Regions from separate parts of the Ovis aries genome. Here region 2 is linked to region 1. Evidence: chromatin contacts called from public Hi-C data. All regions are on one chromosome and are shown on one strand. The core of a region is the stretch at or near the end of the contact, and the rest is flanking DNA. Distances in the headings are between cores, read along the strand shown.

What was found. A called contact is a pair of places that touch in the nucleus more often than the background predicts.
Region 2: a Hi-C map of retroperitoneal adipose tissue shows a contact between it and region 1, with 3 times the contacts expected there. The contact joins two enhancer-like sites. A contact is called at or near these places in 5 of 16 Hi-C or Micro-C datasets (liver, mesenteric adipose tissue, retroperitoneal adipose tissue and 1 more).

The regions. Positions count from the first base shown.
Region 1 is chr20:49,369,311-49,375,270 of ARS-UI_Ramb_v3.0, forward strand. No RefSeq gene overlaps it. Among named protein-coding and RNA genes, the nearest start is that of PXDC1, 38 kb to the left of the region's middle. Within about 2 kb of position 1,326, at least 10 of the 54 cell types and tissues checked have an H3K27ac peak or open chromatin away from gene starts, as enhancers often do.
Region 2 is chr20:49,577,091-49,583,104 of ARS-UI_Ramb_v3.0, forward strand. SLC22A23 (solute carrier family 22 member 23) reads left to right here. Exons shown (of 12, transcript XR_009597686.1): 11 at 151-1,744; 12 at 2,703-3,202. It overlaps PSMG4 (proteasome assembly chaperone 4), which reads right to left. Exons shown (of 3, transcript XM_015105278.4): 3 at 4,539-4,714. The coding sequence ends at 4,593. Among named protein-coding and RNA genes, the nearest start is that of PSMG4, 5.8 kb to the right of the region's middle. Within about 2 kb of position 1,756, at least 1 of the 54 cell types and tissues checked has an H3K27ac peak or open chromatin away from gene starts, as enhancers often do.

The sequences.
Region 1 (5,960 bases), core at 76-2,575:
GGATCTTCCCTACCCAGGGATCAAACCCAGGTCTCCTGCATTGCTGGCAAATTCTTTACCAGCTGAGGCACAAGAAAGGTTTAGCACAATGATCAAACTCAAACATTTCTATGTTGTCAAATAAAAATATAGTGTTCAAGTTTTTTAAGCCCATAAACTTAGAGGCACATTTTAAAGAAAATAAGCTATAAAAAGAAAGTCCTGCCACCTTGAAAAAGGCCAGGTGGGGGGTTAGGAGAGCAGAAAAGGAGGAAACAGAAGAGAAAATCACATTTCTTCCAGGGAGCTGGAGCCAGTGACTTGGGGGAGCTCCCCGGGGCGGGGCGGGGCTGGAGAACCAAGGCCTTGAGCAAACGCTGAACATTGGTCGTTACTAACATTGACTTGGTCATCTAGGCTTTTCAAGGTAACGGTTTGTATTTTAAAAGATGATTTCCAATCTTTTAGAATCTCGCTCTAAGTGGAATACTCTATGTTTCCTTCTGGAAGCCATTAACCTGCAGTTGGGTGGCTGGCAGAATCTTAACTATACCTGGAAGGAGCTGCCAGTCTTGTTCAGATATGATACCAAGTCCAGACTAAATGTATCCCCACCTTAGCTTCCCTCAGAGAATCCTAGCAAAGCCCTGGCGTGCCATCCACAGAAAGAGGGCCGTGGGGGGTGGCTGAGTGGGAAGAGGCGGGCTTCCTGCCTGCAGTTGCAGGGACGTCCTTGGAGAAGGTAAGTGTACCGATTTTCTTCCCTTTCTTTCCACATTTCTCTCTTGTATTGATGCACTTCCCTTTCATTAAGCACTTTATTTTCACTGCATGTTTGATTCTTAGGTTGACTCTGTATTTTTATCCTCCTAAATATCTAAGAAGGATATTATACGTTTGAAAAAAATAAACAGAAAATACCGAGCTTGGCAAATTTCACAGGAGGATGTGAGTTTGTGAACACCCTGCCGGAGCCCTTCCAGGACCTTGGAAGCAGGCAGTAAGTCAGAGTCGTGAGGCTTTAGCACCACAGCAAACCCACCGTCCCCAGGCAGGGTCCAGGCCCAGAGAGAACCCTTCCGGGAAATGCCTGTGATCTGGGCCAAGTCTCTGGTTTCACACCCATGGTGACTGTCACCCAGAGAAGGGGTCACGTCCAGTCTCTTTATCCCCACCAAGAAGTCTAAGTGGGGGAGGCGGGGATCACACGCCAAGAATGCCTCTTGTCCCCAAACAACCTCCTCCTCGCTGCTCTCTGGACAAAGTTCCCCAGTCACTCGTTAAGTCATGCCCTCGTTACACAGAAATCTGCTGAGTGTTTGCTCTGAGCCAGGCATCCCGCCAGGAGGGCATCCAGCCTGTGGCCTGTTCTGTGGCTTCGGGCTTAAAGCTCTGCTTGCTGTTCTCTGGGCCCCGATACTGCTCCTGTGCGATGGGCTGTCTCACGGGCGGAAGGGTGGGGTCCTGGATGCCACTCAGCCCCCCAGTGCAGGCAGCCCGGGGCTCTGGCCACGAGGCATGGATGCAAGGCCCAGCTCTGGCCTAGTGAGGTGCATCCCTTGGGCAGTCAGCCTCCCTGAGCGCTGTGTGTTCATCTGTACGTGTTTGTCTCTCGGTCGTGTCCGACTCTACAACCTCGTGGACTATGTCCCACCAGACTCCTCTGTCCATGCAGTGCTCCAGGCAAGATTACTGCTGTGGGCTGCCATTTCATACTCCATTTATCTGTAAAGCCCAGTACGTAGTACTGAAGAACTCCTTAAAACCCAGGTAGATTTAAGTTCGAGAGGGAAAACCATTGGCAAGTTGCTAATAAGCAAAACACATCATGTTTTCAGCCCCTGACAGATGACTATTGGTGGCCATTGGGTGCTTCCTCGCTGAATTGGTGGCTAAAGTCCCTTCAGGGGCCCAGGTCCAGGTAGGGGACTCGAAGAATAATTGAGGTTATTTGTGATCTCAGGTCTGTATCAACACACGGAGTCCAGATGAAAGGGGTTTGCCTCAGACTCGTTGGAGGGGCACAGGTTTGGTGAAAAAGATCTGAGAGGTGGGTAGACTGTGTAACTCTGTGGCGGTCCAGGGGGCCTTAAGAAGAGTGTAACTTGGTAGGAAGCTTGACACTCACCATGAAGGACAGAAGAGGACTCAAAGCGGGATGTCCAAAGCCCCTGAGGCCTCACCTGTGAAGCTTAGACATCTGTGTGGCTGGGAACGGCCCCTTCCCAGGGGCAGGAGGAGGGCAGGGGCAGAGGGGAGAAGTCGGGATCAGGGTGATCGTCACTAGGAAATGCATGAAATCTGGAGGCACAAAATAATGAATTAAAATGGATTAAACTCATGGCCGGAAACCGAAGTTGGCCGCGAAAACTCACAAAAATCGTGCCGTCTCCACGCAAGGAACAGTGTGTAAATGAGACTCTGTATCAGATGTGCGTTTTGTGTGTGTGTGTGTGTGTGTGTGTGTGTGTGTGTGAAGGCTGAGAGTACCCGCTGGGCTGCGGCACTCTGATTTGAACTTGGTTTGGGGATTTATTGTTGTGAGGTCTCCCTTTGGCCCGGGAGAAAGCCCCCGGGGACAAGCAGAGACCCTCGCACTAGAGTCCGCAGGTCACACTTGCTGTGTCCCCTGCTCGCCCGCAGACTCGTGCTTTGCTCTCGTTTTTAACGTCGTCTGCTTCTTTGCCTGCACTGGGCCTCAGCTGCAGTGCGTGGGCCCTCCCCGGCTGCCTGAAGGCGTCTCTCTAGTTCCGGCGCGTGCGCTCAGCAGTTGCTGTGCTTGGACTCAACTGCCCCGTGGACTGTGGGATCTAGTTCCCTGACCAGGGATCAAACCCTTGTCCCCTGCATTGGAAGGCAGATTCTTAACCACTGGACAGCCGGGAAGCCCCCCTGGGCCCACACGTTTCTGTGTCTGTCTCTGTGAATTGCTGCCAGCCCTTCACGAGCACAGGCTTGGAAGTCTCATCTTTAGCTCAGTGTGCTCAACGCCTTGGTAAATGCTGAATGAGACACCGATCATGCCATAACCGCCTCAAGAACAGACAGGAGTATGAGAGCTGCTTAAACGCTTAATGGCCTGCGTCCCTTGGTTAAGATGGGAGTGTAGCACCTCTGTATGCATTTTACAAGTTGGCATCTGCCCAGCTGGACTGTGGTCATGGGTCCAACCTCGGGTCCACCCTCTGGGCTGCTTCTCCAGGAGGAGCTGGAGGCGGATCCATCTTCAGCATTCAGGTTTCTGACAGAAGGCATGTTATTGTTGTTTAGTCACCAAGTCGTGTCCGACTCTGCAACCCCTTGGACTGCAGCCCGCCAGGCTCCTCTGTCTGTGGGATTCTCTAGGCAGGAATCCTGCAGTGGGTTGCCGTTTCCTTCTCCAGAGTATCTTCCTGATCCAGGGACAGAGTCTGCATCTCCCGCATGGGCGAGCAGACGCTTTACTACTGAGCTGCCAGGGGAGCCCAGTCTCACCCTTCTGAATTCTGCGTCATTCTATCGTCACTCTGGCTGTGGGCTAAATAATACACAGAACTGTTTTTGACCCCAAAGATCACATGCATTTTAGACCTCTGCAAGATCCGCACGTGTTCTGTTACTGGAGACAGGCGAGCGTTCTTAGATCTCTCACGGGAGTGGGCGCCCTCCAGGTCACCTGCCCTACAAACTAGTCAGGCGCAGACAGGGTGGCCTGCATGGAAGGAGGGAGAGATGCCCCCGGAGGACGGCGGGGCTCTTCCTTCCTCCAAGGAGGAGTTCTCCGGGCCCTCCCTCCTTCCCTGCAGCCTTGGACTTAAGGCCCAGCACGTCAGCTGGAAGCGCCCCGGGAAGCCTCCCTGTGCGTGTGCTGATGGAGAAGAGTCAGGACCCGAAAATGCAGGGATGGAAACCCTCACCCACATGGCCTCGCACGAGATGAGGCCTCCCCAACAAGCACTGAACTGATTTTCTCTGCCAAGGGATAAGATCAACATGCCTCACGCTTTGCAACTGTTTCTTGGCGAGTCTTAAGGGGCTGACCGCAGTCGCAGATGGTGCGCTGTGTTGGGAAGAAACCCGAGGAAGGGCTTCTGTGTGCACCCCCTGGGCTCCGGCCAGGGGGTGCCAGGATGCCAGGGTGCTTGTGTGTGTGGGGGGCAGTCCATGGAGTGACCTGCCTGTGTGGAGACTCCACAGCTGGTGTGTGAGGCGTTAAAGCTAACCTCAGTGTGCCCATGCTGAAAAGCTAATGTCACTTCCCCGCCCCTGCCAGACTGACAATTTGCTGTGAATTCAGACAAGGCAGAGGAGAGGCACCCCAGGGAAGGAGTGAGGGGCCCTGTGCCCGCCACGTGGTCCCCCCTCGTGCCCTGCCCCCAGCCCAGCCGCCCGTTCCTAACAACCAAGACGAGCAAAGCGTCTTACCAGCACCTTCCTTCATTCTCACTTGGGTTCTGTGCTTACCCCGTGTCACCAGGGGGAAAACGGGGCCCAGAGAAATGGTTGGTTTCCCTGCCGGGGGCTACTGCCTGAAGGTCTTGAGCTAGGCGCCCAGTCATGAGCTTTGCAACTTCAGTGGTTTCTTGGCCCAGAGAGCCATTTCCCATAAGATGGAAATACAGAGATACAGAGTTACTAGAAGGAATGACAAAAAATATTGAATCTCATATCTGGTTGCCTTTAAGAAACTGCTAAACATGTTCAATAGAACTCTAAAAACTGAAGTAGATCTCAGGATATTTAGGTTGTAGTCGCACTTACTCCTTTGAATCTGTGAGCTTCCTCTGAGATGCGGTGGAGTTCCCAGGTGGTCCTAGCGGTAAAGACTCCACTTGCAGATGCAGGACACACAGGAGATGTGGGTTCTGTCCCTGGGAAGGGAAGATCCCCTGGAGAAGGGAATGGCAACCCTCCACAGAACTCTTGCCTGGGGAAACCCATGCAGGAACCCATGGAGCCTGGCGGGCTGTAGTCCATGGGGTCGCAAAGAGTCAGACACGACTGAGCATCTGAGCCGCAGCTCAGAGATGGAGTATCAAGGACCCTGCATCCAATGATTGTCTGACTTGAAAGCATCCACCTCTATTTTTGGAACATGATCCAGGGTCAAGGTTCCTTTCACATGTCACTGATGTGACCAAATGTACAGGGGTGTTTTTGTTGTTGTTTTAAGAATTTTTGTTTTTGGACCATTTTCAAAAGCTTCATTGAATTTGTCACAATATTGCTTCTGTGTTATGTTTTGGTTTTTTGGCCTAGAGACATGTGGGATCTTAGCTTTATGACCAGGATTTGAACCTGTACCCCTGCCTTGGAAGCGTGGCGTCTTAACCACTGGACTGCCAGGAAAGCCCCTGTATGCGGTTTTAAACCCCCGTCTTCTCCTAGCTTCAGGCTCCCAAGAGTGCATATCTTACTAATGGGAAATCAATGCACACCCACCAGAGAATGCAGCAGGTGATGGCTTTGAGGTGTGGAATGCGTGCTTGGCCAACCCATTTAATTAACTGCTCAGCAGAAAAGAAAAGTGCAGGCCCCGGGGTGGCCTGGGGCGTGAGGAAGGAGGAGATGAAACCCTGCCTGTGGCAAGGATGCCCCCGGAGACCCTGGGTGTCTTCTCCAGCGCCCGCCTGCCGATCCCCGCCCTCAAGGGCCTGCGAGGACCCAGCCACCCCTGTGGGGAGGTGCCCTGCGACCCTGGGCTTCACTTGGAGCTGCGAGCATTTCAGACTTTACTCCCCAAGAGGCCGGCCAGGGGTCCGCCGAGCACAGGGGGCGAGGATCTACTTTGCCGCCCTCTTAACGTTATGTTTCAGAAGGACCCGGCCCAGAGCCGTCAACGGAGAAGGTAGGCCAGGTGAGGACCGCAAGGCACGTGGTCCCCCTTAGGCCTCGGTCACCACTCAGTGTGGTGGTAACTCAGAAGAGGCTCAAATGCCCCTCTAAGAAGGATCGATGGAGCTCTGGTGGAGCAAATGCGTAGTAAAGGGGCGCACGGACTC
Region 2 (6,014 bases), core at 506-3,005, 210 kb after region 1:
TTTCCCCCTTACGCTGGTGTTTATTATAGTCACCGTTGAAAGTGAACGAAGAGGCAGCCTGGGCTGACGGGGGTTGGGGGGAGGGGGACGCGGGACAGGACAGGGCGGGGGTGGAGCCCGGCCCGCCCCGCTGACCCGTGCGCCCCGCAGGTGCGGCGGGCTGGGGCTGGTGCTGGCCAGCGCGGGCTTCGGCATGCTGACGGCGCCCATCATCGAGCTGCACAACCAGAAGGGCTACTTCCTGCACCACGTCATCTTCGCCTGCTGCACGCTCATCTGTATCATCTGCCTCCTGCTGCTGCCCGAGAGCCGGGGCCAGAGTCTGCCCGAGAGCATCCCCGACGGCGAGCACTACACGCGCCAGCCTCTCCTGCCGCCCCGGCGCGGCGAGCAGCCGCTGCTGCCCACCCACGCCGAGCTCAAGGACTACTCGGGGTTGCACGACGCGGCTGCCGCAGGCGACGGGCTGCCTGACGGCGCCACGGCCAATGGCGGGCGGCCCATGTAGCTGGGCGCGGCCGTGGGAGACCCCGCTCCGCGGAGGCTGGGGACCCGAGGGTGGGGGTGGGAGACACTGCAAAACTCTCGAGGAGCGCCCGCGTCTGAGGGAGCAGACCTAGCAGACGACCCTTCAGAGACTTTCTTTTCTGCCATGAAATGTTTGTATTTATTTTGGTCATTTTTACAAGAAGCACTTTATTCCCTTCCCTTCACTGATCTCAAAACGGAGCCCCCTCCTCGGGAAGGACGCGCGCGCGCAGGGACCGCGCAGCCCGGCTCCCGGGGGGTGCCCCTGCCCCCGAGCATTCCCACGGCTGCACTTTCCTCAGACTGAGATGTGAATGGTTAGGGTTTTGCTAAAGTCTCTGTGATGGTTTGTAAAGGTCTTTTCTGTAAGGGAAGAACTTCCGCTCTGTGTTAAGGAAAAGCAGCTCACAATCTCATTAAAACCAGCTTCGTCTCTACTTGGAGATCATCCTTTTATACTTGACCCGGAAGCTCTTCCAGGGGAAAAGCATCACCATTTCACCGGAAGTCGTAAATGATGAGTGGTGACATCGCCAAGGTCTTCCAGCGTAGGTCTGCCGGCTCCGCTCCCCAGCAGCCAGCGCCTCGCCTCCCGAGTCAGTGCTGGGCCCTCCTCCCGGTGCAGCTCCGCAGGAGAGGCCCCCGCGCCGCGCCGCCTCGCAGTCAGCGTTTCTGCAGCACGACTTGAATACCGGCTCCTTCCTGAACTAACACCGCACGGAAATCACCAGCCTGGAGGCCCCGGGGAGCCTGCGGGGGACCAGCCGTGCCCTCTGCTTCCCCTGGCCAGGAGCGAGCCTCGGGCGGGGCCTGACCGCAGCCTCGGAGGACATCGAGGCCGACCGAGAGAAGCAATAACCCACCGGAGCTCGCCCCGGCCCCGGCCCCGGCCCACTGTGCTAGGGCGCGCGTCGCGTTCCTCGCCTCGGCCTCCCGCCCGTCCAGGTTAGGCCCTCGGCTCCCGTCTGCGGCTGTTTCAGAAGCAGCGCAGGGGAGGCCAAGAAGCTACCCTCGCCAGCCAGGCGGGCACTGTCTTGCCGCAGCTCTGGCACCCGTCTGGGGACAGCCTGGGCTGCTCTGGAAGGCCCAGCCCCCAGCTCTGGGGCACGGCTTTGCCGTGGGCTGTTCTTCCAGGCAGAGTGTGGTCCCGGGTCTGCGCGAAGCCGCAAGTCAAGTTTCAGCGCGCAGTGGTGCAGCCCCCACGGCCAGGGAAGAGGTGAGCACAAGCCCCACGCTCCCCGCCTGACCCCCCGGCCTGTCTCCCCCCTGCCCCTCACTGTGCCCCTACAGGCTGGCTGACCCCGGCAGGGGCCGTGGGCTCAGGAGAACTTTGTGGGGAAGCAAGCAAACTCGCAGGCCTGCGTTCCAGCCCCTCCTGTGTCTCAGTCACTTCACTTCTGTTTCCATGGGCGGGTCACACTCACCTTCACCTCCAGGCCTGTCTGTCTGCTGCGCAAACTGGGAGGTGCCTCAGCCCTTCTCGCATGCTGGGCACAGGGCCCCCCCGGTCCAGGACAGGCCCACAGTGCAGGTCCCGGGACAGCAAGCGGGGTCCCCGGGCCCCACCCACCAGCTGTGCCTGCACCTGTGGCAGCAGCCCCAGGCCCTGCGTGGCCTCCCGCTGGCGGTGTAGACCTCTAGGGAACGCGTGAGGCCGCAGGGTGTCCCCGCACACCACTCCCAGACTGTCCGTCTTAGGTGACCGCGGTAGACGCTGGGCCTGTGGGGTCAGCACTGTCCCGTCACAGTCAGGCCCGGCTGCTGGACTGGAGAAGCTGGCTGAGCTGGGCTCCTGCAGGCGTGAGGGCGGCACTGCCCAGCAGAGGCCTGTGGCAGCACAGGCTCGGGTTTTGTGAGCAACAGCTGAGAAGCAGGGACAAAGCAGAAAAGCCTCCCGTGGGCCAAGCCCCCGAGACCCCACCCGCGTGGGCAAGGCAGCAGGGCCCGCCTGCTTGGCCAGGCTCTGGTCACGCGTGGGCCCCCGCCCATGTCCTCTGCACTCAGCAGGGAGATGCTGCTCAGGCACCTGAATGCCCGCTGCCCGGGAGACCAGCGCCACCCAGCGCCGCCTCCAGCGCCAACCTGCACACCCCCATCCCGACCCCAGGAAGCCAGGACCCCCTTCCAACAAGTCAGGCACACAAGCGACCCTTCTGCTTTCTGTTCTTTTCCAGAAACCAGTAACAACTCATCCAATATCCCGCATATTACCACCCGAAACAAAGGGTAAAAGAGTTTAAATGTCTCATTTTCTAAGAGCCTAATCACTTGCGACTAGGGGGAAGGGGCTGGTGAGCTGGTTCGACCACAGAAGAGCAAGAATGAGGCCTTGCAGCGGAAGTACTGCCCCAGGTACCACTTCCTACAGCCAAACAAGGGGGCCGAGGGGCCACAAGACTGAGGGGACCCTGGCCAGGACGCAGCCCCGGGCCGGGGGGACACAGCGCGCCGGCCTTGCTGGGGGGCCCTCTGTGCCCCACAGCCCCGACCTGGAGGCTCCTGGGCGGGACCCATGCAGCCCGTGAGTGGACAGGCCCCCTGGAGTGCCTGCTGGCAGCACAAAGCTTCGCCCGGCCCTGACCCAGCCTTCCATGCTGCCTGCATGCCGTCACGGCTGTTGTACCCCGGGGGGGATCTGTGTAAATGTACAGAAATAAAGACGTTGCCCCATTAACACACCTCCTCTGGAATGTCTTCCCTACCTCATCCGGTGGGATCCCCTACAGGGCATTTCACGACCACTGGCTACAAGGAATAAACCCTGTTGCTTCAGGTCTCACCGTGTCTCTGCCTCAGCGCCCGTGTGACCCCAGCCCCGGCCCTGCCCCAGGACGGCGGTGGGGGGGCTCCTGGCCGGGCGGAGGCAGGGCGGGGTGACTGCCCACCACGTGCTGAGTGCCGCCCTCAGACCCCCGAGGAGGGGGCGGCAGGTTTCCGAGCTCGCCCCTCTCGTGTGGACGTCCTGCTGACCTCACCCAGGGCCTGGAGCCTCCCGAGGAGGGAACGATTCTCACACTGTGACTGTCAGGGAAGACAGCACCCAGAGCTCTCTTTAATGTAGTGTTTTTTTTTAACAAGAAAGCAATATTTCTTTAATAAAGTATTTATACCAAACTCTCCTCTCCATAGCCCTGATTTTGTTACCTACTCCGCCCAGAGAGATGCCCGCCGTACCTCCAAGCCGTGACTGGCCGGGGCTGGCAGGTTAGTGGCTTAGCCCGGGACCCGGTCCCTGGAAGGGCCTTTCATCCCAGCTGTCCCAGCTCAGCTGTGGGCACTGGCCGGACACGACACCTGCCACCACGTGAAACGAGCTCCAGGGTCCCAGACCACCACCTCCCAGGACAGAAGGGGCCCACGTGGACCCCAAGCATCAGAGTCCTGTGCTGGCAGCACGCGGGGCACTCTCCAGGCCCACAAAGCAGGGGCCGCCGGACTCTGGGGAGGAAGCTGTGAAAACTCCCCAGGGACGTGACTGGAAGCCAAGTGAGGAACCACCAACCCAGGAACTCCAGCTTCCGGAGAGCAGCACGTGTCCCAGAGAGACTGACGCCACCGTGAGCCACGGAAAAACGCTGAGGATTAAGATGTGGGCAGAGGGGGACGTGGGCGGGAGGGGCCCGGGGCATGAAGGAGAGAGCAGACAGAAGGAAAGACGGCTGGCGGAAGCATGGGGAGGGGCTGACGCTGGGATGTTCAGCGAAGCAGGTAAGCCCGGGACCCAGGTCCTAGGGACCCCGGCACCCAGGGTTTGCAGAGCGTTTCTGGCGATAACCCAGCCCGGTGAGACGGTTCCCACCTACCAGGTGAGGGGACAGGGCCCAGCGGAGCAAGACCCAGGGGATGGAGCCAGCAGGACGGCCTGACAGTCGTGGCCCATGCCCTCTCTCGGACCGGGCGGCCCCCCATCCTCGCACATCTTGCTGGGGCCCTCCTCCCGGGACCCACCCCGGTGACAGGAGGGAGGAGGCCAGCCCTTTAAACACAAACAGGAACTCGTGGACCTGTGCCGCAGTGGATCCAGGCTGTTTATTCAAGCGTCCCCGGTGCCCGAGTCTCTCCGGCTAGAACTTCTCCGGAAAGGCCTGCATTTCCTCCTTGATCCGGTTTTCTACCAGCAACTCGAAGCTGCTACTGGTGTTTGGAAGGTTATAACTGACGAAGACCTGCTTGCTGGTCTTCCTGGCTGAAAGAGAGAGACCACAGGGACGCGTGTGACCCCACGCCTGCCCGTAGCAGAGAAAGGCCTGGGAAAGGCAGGCTTTTCGAGAGCGAAGAAAGCTCTGACTCCGACGACATCACGGGCAACTGCTGCAAAACAGACCAGCTGCCAGAGCCTGCCGGCGTCGGGAAGAGCAGCTCTGAGAGCCACGGCCCCGAGGCCCAGTGAGGCGCACCCCCAGCCCCCGAGTCTGCTCAAGGACCCCGGTGTCTGTGAGCCCCTGCGCTACACACAGGCCGGCTGCTCCGCGTCTTCAAAGCGCAGATAATGTCCACAGATTTAAAATATAAAGGTCCTTCAATACGACCCTCTCCCCCAACCCCACCACCCTCCTCCCAGAGGAGCTGACACTCCTCATGAACGTGTGTGCGGGTGTGCACACACGCGCACACACACGGGTGTGGTTTTCAATTGGACGCTGAGCACACGTCTGAGCCCCTTTCTACAGAACCACCCAGGGCAGGTGGGAGCAGCTCCAACCGTGAAAACCAACCTCAGCTGTAACCCCGGGTCCTGAGGACTAAGCGGGCGGTACCAGCCCCCTCACCTGGTCCCACCCCCGGGGCAAAGGCAAAGCGCTCCTCCCCACAGGCCACAGAGACAGATGAGTCCCACCATCAGAGGCAACAGTGGGCGGAGGGGGAAGCTGGGCCCTTCACATCACAGCAGCTCTGCGTTCAGTGGCAGAAAGTCCCTGTCCCCAGGGGCTGCTGACTCCCACCCCTTCACGCGCCAACCCCGAGCCCACCTTCCACGTCCGCCCAGCAGCCCCTCTGCCCTCCAGAGCCGCATGGAGCAAGGGGTCCCCATTCACGGGAAGCCCCCAGGGCCCCCAGGTCGCTCATCTCCCACACGAGATGGTCTCGGGACACTTGTCTCTTCAGCACCGTCCAGACAACCAGTAACAGTTAATAACGCCTTCCACTGCAGGGTCCAGACCCCAGCTCCAAAGGACAACAAGCAGGGCGTCCCAGGCCGGCCGGCCACGATCTCAGCAAGCATGTCACCTGCCCCGGGGGGCGCTGGCATCTCACCACATGCGTCTGACCCTGCTGGGCAGTGGGCTGGCATCTCACCACGCATGCCTATCCCTGCTGGGTGGTGGCCAATGGCTGCCAGGTTTGTGGATATCGGTAGGTAGGCGCCTCCATCACATCTGACCTAAGTTACAGAGGATGTCTGTATTCTGTTTCAGATTACATTGTTTGTAAACTGATGTAAACCACGTGAAAGAAAAATGCTAATTTAAAAAAACCCCAACATT